Linked DNA regions of Sus scrofa: all the other regions are linked to region 1. A link is a contact called in public Hi-C data. All regions are on one chromosome and are shown on one strand. Each heading gives the region's core, a stretch centred on a gene start, on an enhancer-like site or on the middle of the called end of the contact. The rest is flanking DNA. Distances are from core to core; before and after follow the strand shown. Region 1 overlaps NR3C2 (mineralocorticoid receptor). Region 2 overlaps ARHGAP10 (rho GTPase-activating protein 10). Region 3 holds the start of NR3C2 (mineralocorticoid receptor).

The links. A called contact is a pair of places that touch in the nucleus more often than the background predicts.
Region 2: a Hi-C map of skeletal muscle shows a contact between it and region 1, with 4 times the contacts expected there. The contact joins two enhancer-like sites. A contact is called at or near these places in 1 of 47 Hi-C or Micro-C datasets (skeletal muscle) and 1 of 2 datasets of contacts at active chromatin or transcription factors (skeletal muscle).
Region 3: a Hi-C map of liver shows a contact between it and region 1, with 5 times the contacts expected there. The contact joins the promoter of NR3C2 here to the enhancer-like site in region 1. A contact is called at or near these places in 1 of 5 promoter capture datasets (liver), 9 of 47 Hi-C or Micro-C datasets (alveolar macrophages, fetal heart ventricle, fetal liver and 3 more) and 1 of 2 datasets of contacts at active chromatin or transcription factors (alveolar macrophages).

What each region holds. Positions count from the first base shown.
Region 1 is chr8:80,554,081-80,557,828 of Sscrofa11.1, reverse strand. The region is part of intron 3 of NR3C2 (mineralocorticoid receptor); the gene reads right to left. Among named protein-coding and RNA genes, the nearest start is that of NR3C2, 250 kb to the right of the region's middle. Within about 2 kb of position 2,053, at least 18 of the 83 cell types and tissues checked have an H3K27ac peak or open chromatin away from gene starts, as enhancers often do. A contact at or near this core is called in fetal liver, liver and skeletal muscle, where this site is marked.
Region 2 is chr8:80,697,591-80,701,221 of Sscrofa11.1, reverse strand. The region is part of intron 20 of ARHGAP10 (rho GTPase-activating protein 10); the gene reads left to right. Among named protein-coding and RNA genes, the nearest start is that of ARHGAP10, 330 kb to the left of the region's middle. Within about 2 kb of position 1,716, at least 6 of the 83 cell types and tissues checked have an H3K27ac peak or open chromatin away from gene starts, as enhancers often do. A contact at or near this core is called in skeletal muscle, where this site is marked.
Region 3 is chr8:80,301,215-80,305,066 of Sscrofa11.1, reverse strand. NR3C2 (mineralocorticoid receptor) reads right to left here and starts at 1,895. Exons shown (of 9, transcript XM_021100657.1): 1 at 1,470-1,895. It overlaps LOC110261980 (a long non-coding RNA gene), which reads left to right and starts at 808. Exons shown (of 3, transcript XR_002346407.1): 1 at 808-917.

The sequences.
Region 1 (3,748 bases), core at 804-3,303:
CTATGCCACAGCCACAGCAAGGTGGGATCCAAGCTGCATCTGTGACCTACACCACAGCTCACGGCAACGCCGGATCCTTAACCCATTGAGCGAGGTCAGAGATCAAACACGCAACCTCATGGATACTAGTCGGGTTCATTACTGCTGAGCCACAATGGGAACTCCCATTACCTCTTTTCTGGCTTCAGGAGCAAGTCCTATTTCTGCTCTTATTTGGCTCCATTAATTTCATATTCGGTGGTATCTAGGTATATGCACGCATAGATATTAAGTCTCCAGCAATGTTCTGTGCCTCTACCTACATCATCTAGAAAATACTCTCCCTTCTTTTCTCCCACGTGGCAGCTAAGGCATAAGCATGGCTGACAATAAAATTACTTTATTTTATCAAGTAAAATACTAAAGTTCTCAGGTCGAATTAGATATGGAAAGAACCAGGTACTAGAAGCCGTAAAACCATGGTGAACACCTAAAACTACCTTTTAGAAACTCTAAAGAAAGACACACGGAGAAGGAGGTGGTTGATCTTGATCTTATGAGCAGGCATTTAACCAGGCAGGAAATTAAAGGGATTTCAGATTGAACAGAATGCCCCAAATTCTACATCTTGAAAAAAATGACTTTTCTTATGATACTGAACACTGCCATTTGGTCCTGCTTAGCATCCTCCCAGCAAAGCTGTGCCTGGGACCCCAGAATGAGCACCCCCAAAGGGGTTCACTTCTGGCCCCCTCCCCATGTTTCGTCCCAGTGGAGGGTGCCCCACTTCAGGCCTCACTCCATCCTTTACTCACTCTGCCTTGACTAGTAAGTCTGAGAAGAATAATCTGACTTGAGTGCCTCAGCACCAATCTTGTCCTCCTGGGGGAAAACTCCCTCAGGGAGCAGGTACAGCCACCAGCTGTGTTTGTGTTGGCGGGGGGTGGGGAGGGGTGCCTTGATCCAGCACTACCTATAGCTGTATCTAATTCTGGGGCTCAGGGCCCAGGCCCCTCCCTTTTTGGTTTTTACCATTAAGCCTTATCCTTCAACTTAATTACCAAAAAAAAAAAAAAAAAAAGTTGCTATTTTATCTTGCATCCACCATCCCTTTGTTTTAGTTCTCTGTTTGCTCAGAATCCAGGTGGGGAAATGCAGTGCTAACTCACAGATCCCTTAGAGATGCTGAGAAGACCCCAGGAGAGGACCTGAGACCCAGAATTCAACAGGGACAGAAGCCCAGCGGGCTCCCACGTGCAAATCCTGCAACTGGGGGATCCTCTGGTTTCCTCTATCCACCTCCCTGGGATCTTGCTTCACAATTCCTGACTCCCCAGACCTGCAGCCTGGCAAAAGGCAGGGGATGCAGAGGATGTGATCACTGTGGGAATCCAAATCTTAGGATGCAATCCTCTTGGTGACAGTTAAGACAGATTTTAAGCCCTTTTCTGTTGCTGTTTTTGTTTCCCTTTTAAAAAACAATCCGTCAAAGAAATTTTACCCAAGAATCCTGTTTTCCTTTAAGACCTTATTTTCATGCATACTGTGTTATGTGAAATGTGATTCTCTCTTTCACACCTTGAAGCTACCAGAGAATTTCAAAGGGACAGTGGCATAAAATAGTTCAATATTTATCACTATCTGAATGATTCATCGCTCAATAATTGGTTATACACCCAAAGACATTAACAAATCAGATGGCTTTATCGTGACTGTTCATTAAAACAGGGGAACTCAGCCCTTTAGCAGTAAACCAAACTTAAGAGTCCTTTTCACTTAGCTACCTCTGCTGGATGCTGGAGAATAACCAGATCTTAGGTACAATGTAAGTTTCCCTTTTAAAAAAAAATGTCATTCATTTTCAGCAGGAGAAAGGAAATTTCACCAAATTCCTTTGACAATGAACTTTTTGCTTACATCTCTTTTTCATTTTTGGAGGTCCATTTGTTGTCCTGCTGGAGGATTTCTTTTTCTTTTTCTTTCTTTCTTTCTTTTTTTTTTTTTTTTAAAGCAGTTGACAACAGCCCAGCAACAGCAGCCTGTGTTTGCAGACACTATTTTGGGCTACATCACATGGCACTTACATAACCCTGTTTAACTGCTCTTGAACTGGTTTGAACAACCTGGGAAACAGATTAAGGCAGTCCCAGTAAATTCCCCCATTGCAGATTCTGATGGGCGCTTTCCCATCCTCCCCCCCCCCCCCATCTTCTAATGTTGCCTGGTAAGAGGGTGTCCAATCAGAACTGGTTATTCATGGTCAGAGCCAGCTAAAACATTTGATAATTAACTTCCTCTGCTCAGTTGAAACCAGTCCGGTCTGCTCTTAATAAACCAATGAACAATGATCCCCTGCTGCTGAGGTTTATGAGTGAGGCTGGATTAACAGGCTTTAAACTGCCGAGGGGCGGGGGGAATAAGTCACTTGAGAAGTAAGTATAGGTTGCCTTTGCCACCTTTAAACACAGATCTTTTGAAGTTATGATTTTAGGATTCGAAGATTTTCATTTAGAAGTTGGATTGGACCTATTTATTCCCTGGGGTGTTTTAAGAGTTCTTCCCACGTGGGTAAGCACAAAATTCCCAGATAAACATTCCTCTCAGTGTGAAAGGTGTTAGTTTTTCATTAAAAAAAAATATATATATATATATGTATATATATATATATATATAAAACTTCTAATTATCATGACTTCAATTTTAGGCATGCTGTATATTTTAAGGAAAGATAATCAAAGGAAAAAAGCCAAGTGCCGTAAGCCTTTAACCTTGAGAAACATTTCTTATGTGTAATAAGTTATCGACGGGGATCAAGGAACATTTTTTAAGGAGGAGTGACTTACATCCTACACATTCAATAGGAGGAATTTAACATAGCTGTACTTGACTATGCAAAAACATCTGTTATCTAGATAAACTAATAAGTTATTCAGGGCAGTGGGCAGAGAACTAACATTTGTTGAATTCCTATTACATAACAGGTGCTTTACCAATCATAGAATTTAATCCTTAATTTAAAAATTCTATGGGGGGTGCTGTATGAGATGGGTCATACTATCCCAACTTTGTCAATGAAGACACAGAGAGGTTCAATCACATGGCTAGGCTTAGCTGGGTTGCATACTTGGAGCTTTTTCATTAGAGCACTTACACTTTCTATGGCTTCAGATGCATTAGAAGTATGCTTCAAATATGTATATCTATGGGGTAATATGGAAAAGAAGCAGAATCTTTGCAGTGAAAAACATTTAGGCTGCCATATAATGAATACATCTTACACGAAAACATCAGGAACCACTCTAACACGTGGAAAAGGAAACTGCATGAATGGATGCCTACCCACAAGTCCAAGCCTCAAATGCAACACGATAGGATGGCAGACTTTTGTGCCACCTAACTCACCTCCTTCTGATGGATCCACATGTACCTCTAAGCCCCAGACCTCGAAGCAGACACGTGCACTGCCCCACAGGACTGAAAAATCCTGGGCGCTGAGTTTTTCATGATCCGATTTTATCCATTTTTGCCCAAGATCTTTTTTTCTTTTTCTTTTTTTTTTTTTTTTTTTTTTTTGTCTTTCTGCCTTTTCCAGGGCTGCTCTCATGGTATATGGAGATTCCCAGGCCAGGGGTCCAATCGGAGCTGTAGCCACCAGCCTACGCCAGAACCACAGCAACTCGGGATCCAAACCTCGCCTGCAACCTACACCACAGCTCACGGCAACGCCGGATCATTAACCCACTGAGCAAGGGCAGGGATCAAACCTGCC
Region 2 (3,631 bases), core at 467-2,966, 140 kb before region 1:
TTCTGGGGTTACCAGAGCACCCCTTTCATCTACCACAACATATGAATGATTTGTCTAAAGTTCAGAAAAAATGATCATCTTAAACAGTATTTTAACAGATTTTGGTGAAATTTGGTGCACACTTAGAAATTATAAGGTAGCAGTCATAGGCAAACTTTTTTTTTTTCGCCTCTTCCCTTCCTCTCTGTTTCTTTCCTTTTTCCCTCTCCTCCACCCCTTTGTGGGGGGCTGCCTCCATCCATTGTTCCCAACCCTGCCAGCAGCTCACCCTAGAGGTTGATGTCTTAAAATTTTATCTCTCTTATTATGATGATTATTTCAAAAGAAAATAGGGAATTTATCTTTTTTTTTTTTTTTTAATTTTATGGCTGCACCTGAGGCATATGGACATTCTCGGGCCAGGGATTGAATCTGAGCTGTAGCTGAAGCAATGCCAGATCCTTTAACCCACCACGCCAGGATGGGAATTGAACTCATACCTCTGTAGCGACCTGAGCCACTGCAGTCAGAGTCTTAACCCACTGTGCCACGTGGGAACTCTGCGAGTTTATTTTTTAAAAGTTTTCTCTCTTTTTTCTCACATCTGATTTTTTTTTTTTTTTCTAACTTGACTAAAAGAAGCACATATGGCTTTTGTAATAAGGGGAGAAAAACTGCAAATTTAAAAAGAGATCAGGAGAGGGTGTTGTTTAACCTAAGAAAAGTGAATTGCCTGTTATAGGAATTTCCAGCATCATTATTGGCTAGTCAGGAAATTGTAGCCTAATAAGGGGAGCATTTTTTTTTGCCCCCCCTTTTTTTTTTTCCTTTTTAGGGCCGCACCCATGTTATAAGGAAATTCCCAGGCTAGGGGTTGAATTGGAGCTGTAGCTACTGGCCTATGCCACCACCATAGCCACAACAATGCAGGATCCAAACTGCGTCTGTGACCTACACCACAGCTCACTGCAGTAGTGGATCCTTAACCCACTGAGGTGAGGCCAGGGATCGAACCTGCGTCTTCATGGATACTAGTTGGGTCTGTTACCACAGAGCCACAATGGGAACTCCCAGGCGAGCACCACAGGAAGTGGTGGGTCCCCTGGCCGAGGTCTGTAGTAGAGCCAGTGTCTTTCTGTGGGGGGATGGATGCTTGGGTGCTGGGAGGAGTGAGTTGGAAGCCAGCACTCTCTCCCTTCCCTAAGTGAGCACCAAGTCCCTGATGGGTTCAGAAAGCTTGAGGCCTCAGATGGCTCAAGTGTAAGGAAGCACTTCTCCTTAGAGGTTAGCCCCTTCCGGACCTGCTGGGGGACCAGGGACTTAGAGGGGCAGGAAGGAGCTTTTGCGTCTGCAGTGGCTGGTGGTTAGAGGCTGCAGAGGAGGCTTAGTACAATAGTTCCCTGCTTGCATCTCTCAGAATTAAAGACTGTGGAGCACTGACTCTCGGGGGCCCCAGACTTGGCTGTTTTATAAATATTTCATGTTAATCCTCACTCAGACTGGGTGGGGTAGAGATAGATTCATTTTGAAAGATAGGGGAATGGAGGCCCAAAGAAGGTAGGAGATGTGCCTCAGGACACGTGGCTGGGCCAGAGGTGGGTTTTGCCCTGATCTGCCCGCCCCTGTGATCTGTGGTGCCCTTAGACTTGTTTTACATTGCATATGGGACATGGTCGCCTTATATCCGTCAGCTGGCCGCTGCCCTTGTTTTGCAGAGGGAGCGCTGACCCTGTGTTAAGTCATGTGGCCGTGGTTTATAATTATCTATGGGGAGTAAACACTTGAATCTGAATTGCTGCACATTCTTCCCACACCTTTGGCTGAGATCTGGCAGACTTGGAAATTTGATATTTTGCAGTGGAGCAGCATCCATAATCTTTTGATGAATAACATGATACCCGGGAAAGCTCTTGAAGCTGAACTCAGGGCCATGTACTTGGCCTTGGACCATCAGGCTGTTCACCTTCATTATAGCTTTTGTCCCGTGTATTTTCTTGAATCTTCTCTCCCACTTGGTATAGAAATTACACCGTAGCAACTGCCTGGAGTCCTCACACACATAACTTGTGTCTTGCTGGGGAATTTTTGGTATTTGTATCGTGTGCTTGGCATTTGTGTGCGGCCCAGTTCACACCTTCCTCTGCTGTGCTGTAACTATAGGTTCTGAAACGTGGTGGTTTTATCTTCAAGCCAGATTGTTGATCATTCCTATGACTTAAAAGCCCCGTAATGAAAAGTTGACTTTGCAAAATAAAGACACACGGCTGGATTCTTGTAGTAGCTTCTCCACTGCGTAAGACTCTTAAAAAAAAAAAAAAAAAAAAATCTTTTCCATTGGTCCGCTTTTGCTTTTGCTTTGGCTGTGTCTCAGTATTGAAATGCTGTTTTCTGTAAGTTGGAGGACTGTAATACAGATGTAAAGCCCTGATTTTAGAGTTAAACAGGCCTGGCTTTGCGTCCGTATCTTGCTTTTTAAAACCTTGGAGGCCTTATATAAATTCCTTAAGCCAGCCAAAGCTTAGCAAGATTATCTGCAAAGGGGGAGTGACAGCACCTGCCCCACTGGATTATTGTGAGGTTTCAAGGTACCACATGTAATAAAACCCAATCACCACTCCCCTGGGAGCCCCAGGCGGCCACCTGCTTGCCCTTTCCTTTCCTCTGAGAACCTGACTTGATATTCTCAGTTTAACTTGACCCGACTTCCTGGTTCATCAGTTATGTGATCTTCTCGCTAAATGGCTCCAGGAAGTCACCTCTTGCCTCCTGGAGAAGCCTTCGATGTTGACCTGAAGTTGTGTTGTTTCCAGCAGTTACAGTAGCTATTCCAGGAGGACCCAGGGCTCCTGTCCAAGCCTCGCTCTGCAGGAACCTCCTCTGTAGAAGCTTCTGAAGATAGGGCTGGTGGGGATCCAGTGAGGTTGTGGGGTTCCCCCGGGGCCTCAGCCAACTCCGTGAGTGTTCTGAGCAGTGTGGGAAGCTCACCTGTCACAACAGAGAACCGAGCTGAGCACCCGAGCGTTTTCTTAAAAGGGTAGTTGTGCCCTTTTCACGCTCTGCTTGTGCCCCTGTTTTCAGTGTTCTGCCCCCGAGTTGGGTAACAGCTGCCTTCCATGTATGAACTGAGCTGGCAGGAACATTCCTGTCAGCTCCCCTGCAGGGTCACCAGGCTGAGATATCTACAGCCCCGTTATTTCCTGAAATGAGACCTCGCAAGCGAAAGTTCAAGCCCCGTGTCTGATTCCACAGTGATTATCTGGAAGGAAGATGGATAGAATTCAAGGAGTGCTTTGAGTGAAAGCTTGGTCAGAGGTGTCATTCTCAGACAGTTCTTTCAGGGCAAAACCCAAGAAAGTGATCAGCCTGGGAGTGAACTTTGTAAGACAGGGGATGACTCCATGGCAGTGCCCTTCCTTGTCCAGGAGCAAAACCTCCCAGGAGCTGCAGCATCCCACCAGGTGGGGGCTGAGTGTTCCATGTGGCCGTGTCCAGCCTCGAAGGCCTCCGTCTTCTCTGTGTCGAGTGATTGCCTTCTGTGCCCTCCTTCCTCTTCCTGCCCTGTCTCTCCTGCTGAGAACTTTTCCTCTGGGGGGGGGGCGCAAGTTATTGTTTTTATGTGCTTGATGTATCAGCTGTCTCCCCTCGGCGTGGG
Region 3 (3,852 bases), core at 646-3,145, 250 kb after region 1:
CTGGGAAGACTGGTGCACTGGGGTGGGGGTGGGGGGGGCGGTTCTCCCAGTGCCCCAAGGCCCCTCCTCTTCTTACAGTTAATTAAGCTTCGGGATTCCAGACTCTGAACCCAGGAAGATTCGAACTCCCAGCCGCCCCAGGTAGGGAACTCCCTGGCGGCGGGAGTGACAGCAGCAGCGCAGGAGAGCTGGTCCCGGCCCCTGATTCAGGTGCTCGCAGTCCTCGCGCTGAGCGCCCCCGGTGCCCCACAGCCGGGAGTCCTCGCAAGTGTCCCAACTTTCCCGTAGGGCCCTCAGTTTTGCGCACTCTCCCGGCCAAGCGAGCTGCCAGGCATCGATCGCACTCGGGGCGGAAAGCAGGCGGCGGGCAGAAGCGAGGGGGGAGTCTCAGACCCAGCGCCTGGGCACGCGAGGAGACGGCGTCTCCGCCTGCGCTGCCGAATTATTCATTACTTAAGGAATGGACGTGCCTCTTTTACTAAGTTTTTACCTCCCTTACGGAGGGCTGGTCTTGCCCTGGATCTCAGCTTCTTGCAAAATCTAGGTTAGAATCTTGCAGGGACAGCCGCCGCGATTGCTCGCCTGCTGCCCAGCACCCCTGCCCGAAGGCAGCCGCGCGGGCACCTAGTCTCCTGCCCGCAGCCCACCTCGGTTTGCGAACCCGCGCTCTCTGCGCAGACCGTGCCTTGCCCAGGGCCGCCTTGCGATTCCCGGGCCCCCTCCCACCGCTGTCAGCGCAAAGTGACTGTCGCTGCACTCACCTTTTCTAGGACATGGTGGGGAGGCTGGGGCGCGGGGCGGGGGGTGGGTGGGGGCAGCCACACTCCTGCTGCCTCCGCCGCCAGCAGCAACTCCAATATTAGCGGATTGGCAGTAAGGATGGAGAGGAAGATAATCCGGCAGTCGCCCTACTGACGGTGGGTAGAGCAATAGAGCAGTAGTGTTGTTACCCCGCAGGAGGAGGCAAGGCGGCGGCGCCAAATAGCGCAGAGGAGGACGCGGGTGCCTGCCCGCCCCCAGCAGCGGCGGCCGCGGCTCTAGCGGGCCCCTCTCCCGAGGCTGCTGGCCTCCGGGCGGTGACGACGGTGGCTCTGTGAGCCGGGAAGTCCGGCGGGATGACCCCGCGCCGGTCTCCCCGCAGCAGGCTCTCCGCGCCCCCTCCCCGGGCCTGGGGTGACCGGTGACAGCTCCGGCTACGGAGCGTGTAAGTGTGTGTGGGCGAGTGTGTGTTGAGGGGGCGGCTTCAGGGGGAGCCCGCGGCGCCGCAGCCCCCTTCTCGGGTCACACCCTCACCAGCGGGAGGAGGCAGCAAAGCATCCAGACACCGGCTTGCGGGAAACAGGGGCTGGGGGTGCCGATGGCCGCCCTCCCACCCTGGCCCCTGGCTGTAAGGAGGCCGAGGGCAAACGGAACCCCAATGCACGTCACCCAACACCCCTCCCCCCGGTTCCCCAAAGCCCGGCCCTGACCTCGCGCCCCGGCCTCAGGTGCAGTTCCCAGCCGCTGGGGTAGACGCGAGCTAGGGACCACGCGCGGGGGGCGGGAGGGAAAAGTTTCTTTTCCTGCCGCCTGGCTGCCCACCCGGCGAGACGGCTCCTCTCCCCCCTCGGTCTCCCGCTCGCCGCGCCTCTGCCCCACCCCCACCGTGGGGGGGTGCCGAGGAAGGACCGGGTGTCTGCGCGCGGGGGCGTGTGGGGAGAGCGGCGAGGAGCGGCGGCCGCCACCGGTCCCTTCGCGGTGACAGCGGCTCAGAAGCCGCCGCCGCCAGCTCCGCGAAGCGAGCCGAGGAAGGGGCTGGGAGCCAGGCCCCCTCCCATCTCCGCTCGCCGAGCGCCGCGCGCCCCCGTGCCGCCCCGCGCGCCCCCGCGGCCCGGGCAGACACCTACGCCGACGCGAAAGTGAAAGGGGCGACGGAGCCAGGAGGGCGGCTGGCGGCGCGCGGGCGCGCGGCGGGGGGCGGAGGGCGGAGCGGTGACCCGCGATCCAGGGATTCTCAGGCTCCGGCTGCCCTGCGGAGCCGCAAGCGCCTCCTGGCTCCAGAGAAGTCCCACGTCCCCCTCCCCCCCCGGCCACACAAATCACCCCCATCGGAGCAAAAGTGTGCATGTGTGCGCGTGTTCAGGAGCACTCACGTGTGTGACAGACGCTTCAGCCCCAGCCTTTTCTACCTCACCGTTACATTTACACTTAGTGGAAGATTGGGGCGGGGGGAACTTGTGGCTATCACTACCGTTTACAGACCCCTGCTTGCTGTCCTTTACGACTCAGTTAAACCCCTTGAACTGACCACACATGCCCTTTTCCTGGCTTAACACTCTTTTTCCTACAGACTTTATTGACCCCCTCCCCCTGCCCTTTGCTGGTTCTTTCCCATTTTCTTTCTAAATAGCTGTGAAAGTTGTTAATCCCGTCCCACACAAAACCGTGTTAATCACGGAGCTGCGCTGTTAAAACAATCACTGCCTCTCTTCAACCACGTTCCCCCTCGATCCTAGCCTTGAGCTGTCCATTGCGTTGTCACCCACACAGCGTTGGCACTACCCCGTGGCTCGAGGTGGCATTTGGCCTCTAGCAAAACAACCTTTCTCCTGTTCCCTTATGTGGAGAGAATTTAAGTTCATAAGGTACTATGCTTTAGGTGAAATCAAGAAAATAATTAAATGATAAATTTTCAAAATTAACGTAATAAATATCTAGCGAACTTTTAAAAAGAACCATCATTGACAAGTGTACTGATTGCAAAAACTGAATTTTGAAATTCATCAAAAATAGATGGTTGGCGTTGATTGATATAAATGGAAGGATGGATAGATATGTGATTAAAACATGTTTATGGTACAGTATTCATGGCAGGATCTAGGTACGTATACAGGTGTTCACTGCAAAATTCCTTCAACTTTTTTTGTATGTTTGTAATTTTCATAATTAAATGTTAGAGAAAAAGACCCTTCATTTAATGTAAACTTTATAATGTAAATTCAGTTTACAAAAGTTGATAAGTTAGGCATTGATTATTCCTTTCCCCTTTATCAAACTGTTTTCTTCAAATATTCTTTACATAGGTTCTCCACCACTCTTTTAATCAGTAATTTCCATTACAGACAACCACTCAGGGATCAGACTCTGTTGTAAAGTGGGGTTATTATAACTGCAACATTTTAGAAATCTAGAAGATTTCTTCCTGCATTTTCTCTTGTCCAATCTCAAATTTTAATCTTCTGTGCTTCAAAATAGTTTGGGTTTATAACACTGAGCTTTTAAACATATTCTTTTGAAACTTTTTCACACTAAAATAGCTTGCAGGGAGGTCCATATTCCTGAAGGTATATCAGCATCTTTCGACAGAGATGTTAGGAGAATCTTGCCATGACTAATAGGCAAACCTTTATTTGTTTGTGGATATTTGAACCATTAAATTTCTCTCTTCTCCCAATTTCCTTTTGCTGGCTGTAAGAGGTGGTCTTGTGCCACCCTAAAAAGAAATCAGCTCCACGATCAATCTTCGGCTCCCTCATCTGAAGATTTTGCTGGGAATCACCCCACAAAAGACGTCTCTGCAAGACTCCATCAGAGATGGAGATGCGGGTTTTTCTAGTTGTTCAGAACTCTTTGTTCCAAAGGTTCCAATGGCCATTACTAAAGAGCCCTACCAGCTTTAAAAATGTATACCTAGAAATGTCATCACTTGCTTAAGCTGTCTCTTAACAAACTTTGTTCTTTTCCTCCTTTTAGAAATATTTTTTTCTTTGCAAAAGGATGGAAACAAGCTTTTAAGAAAAATAAAAATCAAAACAGGAAAAGCACAGAAAAGGACCTTAACTTCATTTCCAAATAGCTGGAGACTATTTACAG